Regions from separate parts of the Mus musculus genome. Here regions 2 and 3 are each linked to region 1. A link is a contact called in public HiChIP or PLAC-seq data. All regions are on one chromosome and are shown on one strand. Each heading gives the region's core, a stretch centred on a gene start, on an enhancer-like site or on the middle of the called end of the contact. The rest is flanking DNA. Distances are from core to core; before and after follow the strand shown. Region 1 overlaps Rnd3 (Rho family GTPase 3). Region 2 has its middle 70 kb from the start of Gm32434. Region 3 has its middle 28 kb from the start of Gm32434.

Evidence for each region. HiChIP or PLAC-seq counts read pairs in DNA pulled down with a chosen protein or histone mark.
Region 2: a contact with region 1 is called in an H3K4me3 HiChIP or PLAC-seq map of embryonic limb bud, with 2.8 times the contacts expected there. The contact joins two enhancer-like sites. A contact is called at or near these places in 5 of 39 promoter capture datasets (the 3T3-L1 cell line, 3T3-L1-derived adipocytes, the HPC-7 cell line and 2 more) and 2 of 115 datasets of contacts at active chromatin or transcription factors (embryonic limb bud and neural progenitor cells).
Region 3: a contact with region 1 is called in an H3K4me3 HiChIP or PLAC-seq map of forebrain, with 5 times the contacts expected there. The contact joins two enhancer-like sites. A contact is called at or near these places in 2 of 39 promoter capture datasets (frontonasal cranial neural crest and second pharyngeal arch cranial neural crest), 5 of 484 Hi-C or Micro-C datasets (cerebral cortex, forebrain, nephron progenitors and 1 more) and 16 of 115 datasets of contacts at active chromatin or transcription factors (bone marrow-derived macrophages, craniofacial prominence, embryonic forebrain and 7 more).

The regions. Positions count from the first base shown.
Region 1 is chr2:51,138,953-51,142,493 of GRCm38.p6, forward strand. The region is part of intron 2 of Rnd3 (Rho family GTPase 3); the gene reads right to left. Among named protein-coding and RNA genes, the nearest start is that of Rnd3, 8.4 kb to the right of the region's middle. Within about 2 kb of position 1,704, at least 183 of the 459 cell types and tissues checked have an H3K27ac peak or open chromatin away from gene starts, as enhancers often do.
Region 2 is chr2:51,506,710-51,510,250 of GRCm38.p6, forward strand. No RefSeq gene overlaps it. Among named protein-coding and RNA genes, the nearest start is that of Gm32434, 70 kb to the left of the region's middle. Within about 2 kb of position 1,957, at least 10 of the 459 cell types and tissues checked have an H3K27ac peak or open chromatin away from gene starts, as enhancers often do.
Region 3 is chr2:51,464,267-51,467,807 of GRCm38.p6, forward strand. No RefSeq gene overlaps it. Among named protein-coding and RNA genes, the nearest start is that of Gm32434, 28 kb to the left of the region's middle. Within about 2 kb of position 1,580, at least 13 of the 459 cell types and tissues checked have an H3K27ac peak or open chromatin away from gene starts, as enhancers often do.

The sequences.
Region 1 (3,541 bases), core at 454-2,953:
GATGGAGAGTCTGTGTGCTGAGCTAGGAAGATGCGGATGTCCTAGGAACCAGGAAGGAATGCCTCAGCAGTGAAGAAAGGCTAAGAAGCTCTCAGACAGGTCAGCAGCCTCCCACTGGCCTGTGGGAGGCTGGAAGTGAGGTAAAAAACCCTGAATGAAAGGTACTCCCAGAGAGCTAAGGCCTTAGTTGAAATGAATAAGAAAAATATGTAATGTGTTTCTAAAAATGACAAGCAGTGGCTACCCTTTCAGCAACTTGAAGAAATTAGAGGTGAGAGTAACTCTAAGGTGGACACTTAGAATTCACCCTAAGTTTTTCTTGAAAGGCACCAGAAAGGGATGGCTTTACCCTCTATGGATACACTGATATTTTACATTAGTTCTGCAGCTCTGACTCTCTCCACTGTAACCTTCCTTGTTTGCCTGTCCAAAGTCTAACTTTGGCACAGCTGCTGCTGTGAGCATTAGAATATCTCTTTCCTAATAGCCTGCCACAAAAAATCCCAGACTGTACAGAGAAGAAATTCAAAGGAGGACAGAGGAGGCTCTCTTCTGTTCTTCAAAGCTAGCTCCAACGACCTGACCCGACCTACACTGTCAGAGTCAGCCTACTGTGTAAAGCCAAACAGGTGTCAGAAAGCTCATGTCTTATGCTCTCCAGTCTAGACCTATGGGACATGATTAGAATCTGGAGGTGCCAGGCTCCTTTAGGACGCTGCCTGCACAGAGTGGCAGAGCGCAGTATTTACAGGACAATGGAGACCATCTTTTCCAAAGGTGGCTGAAGGAAGTCAAAGGGGCAAAACTAATTTAATTAAACTTGGGACTGCTGGGAAAAATCCAGAGGCTGGGTTGCAACATTCCAGTCACCATGTGGCTGCAGAGAACACCCCGCCTTTTGTGGGCTGCTTCCCCTCCCCCACCCAGTTTAAGGCCACAAAGGGATCTGGCTTTGTGCTCAGCCCTCTGTCACAGGCTGGAGATTGCTTGCCTCCAAAAAAAAAAAAAAAAAAAAAAAAAAAAAGATAAAGAAAAAAAAAAGAAAGAAAGGCAGCTTTTGTGCTCAGTGACTATATGCAAATAAGAGGGAAATTTACTCTCTTGATTGACTTTAAAAAGAAACAGTTCTCTTCGAGTTAAACAAGATTACAAGATTCTCATGGAGGCCTGTTTCTGCCTTTGTTTTTATTTGGTTTAACAGTTTGGATGAAAATACATATGTAGTGTAACGCTTCATGAGACATCAGCCACCAAGCTTGGAGGTAAAGAGGTAACTCCTAGGCGCTTTAACAAGATCTAATTAAGAGCAGGACTTTGATCTGAGCCCAGTCCAGCCCCCAGCAGTAAACAATGCAGCTTTTTGATCAACAAGTGCCCAAGGGCGCTAATAAAACAGATCCTCAAACTCATAACTGTAATTCGACCACCAACGAGAAGAGTAACTTGCCATAGAAGATAATTTATTCATTATTTTTTGAAAGCTTAAGGTTAAGATTTTTTTCCTGGATGGGGGGAGGGGGAACACCCAAAACTATTGTCTCCATTTTTTTTCAGAGTAAGGAAAGTGAACTTAGAAAACTGTTCTAACAGGAAAGATCTCACAGTTCATTGGGTAAGAGGGACCCTTCTCTTCTGTGATCAGCTCTGTGACCTGCACAAAGGAAGTCGGCAAGCTAAGGGCTGATCACCACAGGCATGTGTGGGAAGAATCCTAGGAATGCCCTGTCAACTGAGGAGTCCCGGAGACGCAGGAGACTCCAAACAGTGGAGAGTAAGCCCTCAAAGAGAGAACAAAGCCAGCCCCGGATTCCTGCTGCATCCCGCAGCTGGAGAAGTCCCTCGGCACCTTGGGAAGGCAGGCTTTCAGAAATACTAATTTCTATTGATTCTAGTTTAAGGTTGGAAGGTGCTAACTGAACGTGTTTTTACGGTGTGCTCAAACACAGTGGGTCCTCGTGTGCTCAGCCTACACTTCAGTACCTAAGAATGTACCAGAGTTAAAATCCAATAAATCTAAGGATGAAGCTTTGCTTGTCAAATAAAACTTCCTTGGCTTGTAGAAGGGGCTTCCTGCATAGGGACATTTCCAGGGCAGCATCGTCCTTAAAGACACAGCACTGCACTTAAGGCCCCCCTTTAAATAACCTACCAAACTCTCCATTGGCAAATTGCAGGGAACTGTTTTAGTATAAAGCTGTAACCGGACTATATGCAAAGCAAGTGTCTCACTCCGACCAAGTCCACCCACTCCAGCCCCACTCCAGCCCCACTCCCGCAGCTGAAAGGTCCACCCATCCCCTCTCGAAGCTGAAAGGCTTTATCCAGGCTTGGATTAGAATAAGCATGCATTGGGGGTTCTTTGTTGCTCGAGTTTGGCAAACATCAGAAAAGTTCTGACAGACTTTTGAAATTGCAGGTCTACCCCATCTCTGTCTTCAAGATCATTAATTTGGACTGAGAGGAAAATTTCCAGCCCAAGAAGAGTCACAAAGTGCCTCACCTAGAAACTAATTCTTCAAACACATACCTGCCTGCTGAAGTCACCCCGATGCAGAGATACAGCATACCATATATGTACATGATTAAACATATATGGACCAAGAGCCGTGCCTAAAAGGGAGACCTTTGGACCTGTTGCAAAACCAGCTCAAATACTAAAACTTTACCTTTCTAAAGTCTGCAAACTGAAAAATCCTCTTCACTGAATCTTTTAAAAAGTGTGATACCTTACACTTAAAAAAGTAAGTCGAAAGTTTTTCCTATAAGGAATTGCTACCAAGATAAGGAAGTTAGGAATAGTGGATACTTTGGGCAGAAATTACACAGTAAAATTTGTTACTTTAAGTGTTCATTAAAAGCACAGGGGAAGCAAGCAGCACGAGAGGCCATGGCTGGAAGGGGAGCTGTACAAGAGAAGTCGGCTCAGGAATGTGATTCAAGTCTGGACAAGACCTTGAGACTCTGTTTCAATATAAACCTCAGTTATTCCTCAACTACACCTACATTGCAAACATCAGGACCCAGTTAGCCATCACCACTTGGTCCAGCAGTTGTCTTTCATTTGTATCAAACTCTTATATATTATGAAGAGCTCTTATGAAAAGATATGGGCAGATAGGTGTTTCTAGAAAAACTCAGTGTTCTCTATTTCTGGGGGCAGTGCAGATGCACAGGTGGATATAAGTTCAGGTGGCTAGAACTAACATTGCTATTTGGTGGTTCTAAATAAAATTTTGGTACAAGTTCTCAATCTTGGGATACTTCAAAACAATAACATCTTACAGAGAGTGGAACCATAAGGAACCACAGAGCTTGATTATATAGATACCTTTTAAAAATCCACATTATCATTCACTCCAGACTGAAGCTATTCTACTATACATCCCATGCTCTGTGAGAGCCTGTTATCTGAGCATGGGGTCCCTTCAGTAGTTTCCCCTGACCTCATACGATAACACGAGGCTTGCGTTTCAGTCCCAATGTGCTCAACACCTGGCCAAACTTTTGAAGCAGCTTGCATTCTATGTCAGAAAAGTCTGAA
Region 2 (3,541 bases), core at 707-3,206, 370 kb after region 1:
GGTGGCAATACATGAAAAGAATATTCAAATATTATATGTATGCTGTTGTCTACAATTTAAACATGAAACATTCCCTCCAGGGGGGGAGGAAGCAGTTAATATGAGTCGGTAGGTAGACAAAAGGTCACATGTCTGGGAAAACAGAAATTTGTGAGATTATTAAAGGTCCTTCCCCAGTTTTATAGAATGGTTAAACTGATCAGAAAAGAGATTGACCAACTGAGTAGATATGTGTATAGAATTTCTCCAAGGAAACGTCAATCACACAATACACACATCCCCCCTCCCCCGTGTGTGTCTGTGTGTGTGTGTGTGTGTGTGTGTGTGTGTGTGTGTGTGTATCCCTACTTCTACTTGGACATTGTTTTGAGAAAGACACTGCCGTCCTATGGACTATGTGATACCTCACAATCTGGGCTATATTGCCATTTTCTTGATGAATACTTTTCTCCAAGCAGCAGGTAAGATGCAGAGACAGTAAAAGGGAGCTCACTGGTGAATGACATCTTAATGAACATTGTCTCATTAACAGCTGTGGAAATATTTTTCAATCCCAGATTGTAACTACCCTCTGGCAACAAAACTACAAAAGAGATCTTGCCTATCATGCAATAATCCCAGGAGGAGCTTAAGAAGTATGTTCAGTACAGATCCAGTGAGAAGGCCCATTGCAACTGCCGATGGTTGCTGACATTATCAATGGATGTGAATCTAGAGCTCTCTGATAGGCAGAATGAGAGGACAGTAGTTAGTAGTAGTAGTAGAATCTGACAGAATCCAAATCATGAGGCTGTGCAGGTAAAAAGAACAGTCACTATTTACAAGGAAGGCTAGAGGTTACATGGAGAATAGAAGGCTAAGAATTTCAGCCATGGTTGAATGGCAGTACTAAGAAAGGCTTCTACATGGCTAACTGAAGCCATAGAAGAAAACATCTCTCCAGAACCAAATCCAAAGAAACAGTACCCCCTAACCCATAAACACACAATCACTACTGCTTCCACCACCACCACCACCACCACCACCACCACCACCACCACCACCACCACCACCACCACCATAGCAATGTGCGCATGAACATACAGACACACAGCCTCCTATGGGAATTTAATGATGACTTTGAGAGATAATCATCTCTGACATACTTTGCTTCCCACATCTCCATGACAACAAATAAAAATGACTCTCATTTTACAGATAGAAAATCTTACATTTAAGGAAAAAACAAATTACCCAGCTGGAGATCTAACAAGTAGAAACGGAACCGAGCTTCTATGACGGAAAACCAAGACCCTCTCCACACTGCCTGGCATGCATAAGGGAGTTCTTAATTATGCCACAGACATGAGAATACGTACTCAGTAATATTTGCTCCATGTGCCTACATCTGCCTCAATAGATCAACCTACCTCAAAGAGGAGTAACACTAAGAAAAAGTTTGATAGAAGCCACGGGGGATCGAGATTCTCCTAAAATATGTCCTGGAAACAAATTCTCCCACACTATTTCTGTAATGAGTTCTCTGGCTTTTTATTGACTCCAGTTTCCATTTGCTGAGGTTACACTTCATTACGCAGAATTCTCTGGAAAGGAAAACATCTCACATCAAAGCAGAACTTGTTTTCTGACCTATTTTTGATGATAGTCGGAAACAATGAGGTTTCTGTGTGCTTCTTTCTCCTTCGTGCGTATGCTGGCTTTGTGATCACCCCCCTCGTCTTCCATAATTTTTTACACCCCAGGGCAATTACTACATTTTGTGAAATGCACAGTTTTAAAAGGAATTTCCATGCAGAGTTACAGAAACTGAATGCCACATTTCTGAGCAAAGAACCCTTCCTTAGGGCATTGTGGATTAGACTTTCCACGCTAATAAGTAAGGATGGAGACAGTGCCTCTAGTAGCCCAACAATGTACTAAAAAGGCCCCGCATAATTGCTCTTTTTAAAGCCATACTTTGGTGCCTGTCTGTGGATGAGCTCCATCTACTACGCTTGCCCTTCAACTCAGCTGTTGCTCATTTAGCCACTTAGCTGACAATGCCTGTCTCTCTCTTTGTTGAGATATAAATCAGACACAGCCCAATCTGAAATCTTTCTATGCTCATGAAGTGTTGTGAACAGTGTATCCAAGCTCTGCTCTAAGGCCTTGGGCATACAGGCCATTTGCCTAAAACCCATGCCAACTGTGAATAAAACTACCCAGTCCGTGCCCAACCAGAATTGTACCTGACCTTGGGCTACGTGACCCCAAATCTCCTGAGCTTTCTTGTAACGTGGTTATGACTGAGGAGTTTTAATGCTTTTAAACTGAATTAATAATTCCTAGAATTGGATCAAAGTAGAATTTCTAGGACTTTCTTTTTTGACTAAACTCTTAATAAGCTGAAGAGCCAAAGATGCGTGGCATTGATTGTAGTATTATATTAGCTATGTAGTATCATTTGATGTAAATGAAAATAAAGGGGGCCTTTGAAGCCATTTCAATGCTTCTGCAAAGAGCAATGATGGTATTATGGAAGGGGCAAACTGGACTTTATCCACTCCAGAGAATTTCAACACTGCAGTGAAGCAATCCAAATTAGGTCTACTGAAGTCAACGCTAAGCTTTAAACTAAGCAAGGAGCCTGAAGGACTTCACTGTCTGACGACAAACAGCACCAGATCTACCAAAATCTTAATTTTCTCATCTGTAGAGTAAGGCTTGCAGTTCCTCTTTTAGAAAGCTGTTGCAAAGGTCATTTAAGGTCATGTCTGTGAAAGTCCTCCATAAACTGAAGGTCCCTGCCTACATCAGGAGTGGCACAATGTCAGAAGGATCAAATAGTCCGCTGCTGTTCCTCTCCTGTCTGGATAATAACAGAGAAAGCTTGGCCTCTCTTTCTCCTCTCCTCTGCTTCTGTCTTTTGTCAGAGGTCCTTACGTGCTGCAAACACACGTGTCTGTCTTTGCCCAACTAATAAAATCATTAAGAGTGAATAGCAGCTTACAGCTGCTAACATCAAAACTATGCTGGGTGAATTTATGATCTCACCTCATCTGTGAAAGTGTAGTTTTACTCACCGTTGACACAGCTTTGTGGTCCACTCTCTCAGGAAATACTATTGTGCCGACGACACATGCTTTATCATCTCCCTGCCTCAGGAAATCAGCTACCTCAAGGTTGTTCCCATATGATTAAACCATTTTAGTTTTGATCTTGCTCAACTTTCATCTCCCATTCAAAATGGGCCCTCCTATTTCTTTTTCAATATTTCTTTCAGTTGGATACTTAAACCCTCTCTTTTATCCTCTAGTCTCCCAAATGGTCACCTCTGGTCTCTTTGCTTGTCCCTTCCCTACCCTGGGCCTATGCTAGAAACACTATCTATAAGGCCAGTTCTCCAGTCTCTCATCCTCTTTACCTCAGACCTTCCTATGTAATTACTTTCTACTTAGTAATTTTAAGTATCTTCATGTACACTCACCCCAACTTTATAATGGTTTCCAAACACTAGAATTCTTCGTATGAGCAGAGACTCTGCTACAGACTAATTAATGTA
Region 3 (3,541 bases), core at 330-2,829, 330 kb after region 1:
ATATGTCTTCCCATAATAATTTAACTTTAAATTAGAGAGGGAAAGTGCCATCGAAGCCTGCACAGTGTAATTAGATTGGCCCTGGCATCGGGTGTTAGAGCTAAAGTTCATCTCTTCTCAGAACGGGATTGTTCTGTTTTTGCTTTGTTTAATTTGAGCTATTTTGGAGGACAGAAAATTGGAACCAGTGAGAACTGACTTTGCAGAACCCAAACTGACAGAGAACCTGTTATGCGTTGCAGGGAGAAGGCAGAGGGCTGCTTTGTCCACCCTAACCACCCAAATGGGCTTGGCCCACTGCCCATCAAATGTGAAGCACATTACTTTGTTTTTAATCACCCTGTCTTACCCTGCTCACCAGAAAAGAGAATAGTTAATAGTTACCAAGTGCCTAGCATGGTGCACTGTCTCCCACATTTGCTTCACCACCACAATCCCTGAAGATAGATAGTATTTATAAATTGAGGTTTCTGGACTTACTCCAAATTCAAGGATATATTTTGTCTCCAACTGGAATTGACACCTGGATCTTTCTGGCCTTCTGCATCACCACTGCCTACTTAGAACTGAGATGATCAGAGCTCATGAGGGTTTCTGTTCACAGTAAGTGTAATTGGCCACAGGGGAAACACAGTGGTCACTGGAGACTTACTGGCAGTATGTCTTATCATAAAATGGAACAAAAATGAATAGTATTAAGCAAAGTTAGTCAGCAACACTATATCTATAGGATGGTGCTTTCCTGATAAAGACCATCAAGGTCTTTATTCCCTTTATCCAAATTGCAGTTTTATCAATGGACTCCAGATTCCACCATATACAATAGAAATCTTATTGTGGGGCTGGAGAGATGGCTCAGCAGATAAACACTCTAGCTGTGTGAGCTGGATGACCTGAGTTTAATACTGGAGATCCATAGTGGATGGAGGGAAGCAACTCCTGAAAGTAGTCCTCTGACCTCCTCATGTCTACCCTGGCCTGATGACACTTAAGTAAGTAAAAATATTTTTATTGATCATAATACTTCCCAATCATAAATCTTAACAAAAGGGCATGTCTGCCATGAATGTATCATTGTCTCTTCTACTAACTTTGAAGTAGATCAATAACTTTCTTCTGAATGAATCTTAGTATTAATTAATTAGCCTAGAAATGTCATGTAACTATGGTGTTTTGTTTTGTTTTGTTTTGTTTTGTGTCTTGGTGTTATTTTAAGCATTTGCTCCACAGTCTGATTATTTCACCATAAACAAAAACAGAAATCTTGCCTTGTGGCTTTAGGTATGGTGGAAAGTGCAAGAATAGTTTCTACTTTACAAAATCTGTCTCATGCAGTCAAATTGCTACAGCCAAGCCCTGCAGCAAGCCACACCCCTCTCATTCGTTAAACCAATTTCCCGTTGTTGGAAGAGACGACCTTAGACATTATGGACAAGTGTTACATTTCTGTACAGGGACGTTTTACACCCTCTCTTGTTTCCGGCCAGTGTTCAGATTCTTGGCTCTGGCATACATGTTGCTCTCAAATGAACGTGTTTGAGAACATGTGCTCTGCATTTGCTCTTCTCATGCAAATGGTTTAGGCATGTGCTCACTAAAACTCTTAGCACCAAGGGGATTTACTTAGAGTCAGATTGCTTGGCAAGCATTCTGCTGTGGAATTTGGGCGGGGGGATTCATAAAGTAATGCCTTTTTATGCTTCTTCTCACCTTGGGACAGCATTTCAGGTTGCTTCCAATTCAAACGCATTAAGAAAGTGAATCAGCCCTTCTACTAAAATGAACGTATGCAATTTAAGAAAACGGTTTGACTAACATGAGAGCCAACTTTCGCATCCACATTAACACACTAATACATGAGGATCAGACATTTGCTCAAAGAGGAATTCTGAAGCCAGCTAACACAGCTGAATCCACAGTCAAGCAACTGGGCGGACACATGGAACAGAGGAGCCTATCTCTTTCCTTGTACCTCAGACTCTGCTTTCTAAAGAACTCTCACCCTGATTGGTGGGATTTTTCAGAACATCCAAAAATAAAAAGTGCCAGTCACTTAATTTTCCTTACAGATGAGTTAAGGGGGAAATGTTCCCCTACAAGGGGCAGAGTAACGTGGCGGTTTATGGTGTCTGGATATTAGAATTTGCAACCAGTTCTCTAGAATCACATTATTTGCATGCCTGTGTGCTGCAGTGCATGTGTGGAAATCAGGAAAATTCTCAAGAATTTATCCTTTGCTTCCTTCATGAGTTTCAGAAGTCCAGCTCAGGTCTTCAAGATTAGCAGAAGGTACCTGTACCAGCTTGGCCACTTCTCCAACCCTTTTTCATGCTGTTGAGTGGTGTTCCACTGTAGGTTACCATGAAAGTCCAAGCTGCCTTTCTGTTCTTTTTAGTGTTTTACAAAGAGCTATGCACTTTTTTATTTGTATAGATTTGATATACATGCAAGGCATACATATCAGAGGTGTGCAGTGTTGTTTATGCAATCAAATAGAAATAGATCCCCAAGAAGTAGTTCATCTCTCCTCACTTGTGAATGAAAACTGTTTTAATGAAGCCTCAGCAATGGGGGAGCACTTGCAGCTGGAAAAGCACTGATTCATAAATGTCTTCAGCAAATTTTATTACTGTACGTCAACACTAATGAAAACTAGAGAAATGACATTACCAATTTACCCTGTGGGTTCTTAATTAATGGCGACTTTGCTAAAGACAAGGGAAAATTGTCATTATAATTTAAGCTTTTACGTGTAAATGTCAAGGGGACCATCAGACACAGACCCACTCGTTTTTCTAGATAAAATTATATAAAGGAAGAAATTGCTTTGTGATAGACTGTGCTGTACACCTATGGAAAATAATGACAAGATCAAAACCATCAAGATTCCCTTCTCTCCCTTGAAGCACTCTGTGGTCTCTAGTGTGCACACTTGTAGAGAGGGCGGTCTTGCTCTCTGTGCCTTCTGTGCACAGGAGAGAGCAGTCTTGCTCTCTCCTAGCCTTGTGTGCACAAGGACAGCTAGCAAGCTGGATTCTTCCTCTTTGTTATCAGAGAGAGAAGGAGATGTGAGCTATTATAGCATGAATGAGGGAAATTTTACCTCATCGCCCCAGGGCTGAGAGCCAAAGAGGGAATGAGTCCACACAGAGGAAAAGCAAGGGAGCAAACAAGGTCAAGGAGAACAGAGAGCAGCTAGCGGTGGTTCAGGCACTTAGGCCTGGATTCTTACCATAGAAACACGCTGTGCTTTAACATCAACTACTCCAGCCTCTTTGTTCTCAGTGCCTGCAGATAAGTCACCAGTCTAAAGCCTGCAGGCAGACAAGGACACACTTCCGTGGTTCAACATCTCCGGAACTAGGTGTGGTAATACATTCTGTGCACTTTGTGAGTTGAGGGCCAAGGTCATCCACAGCTACAGAGCAAATTCAATGTCAGTAGGGACTCTTAATCCCTACCTAGAAAAGAGTAAGTAAACAAGCAGCTCTTTTGGTTGATCAACATTTTCAAAAAGATTCTAATAAGCTGGGCACTCAAA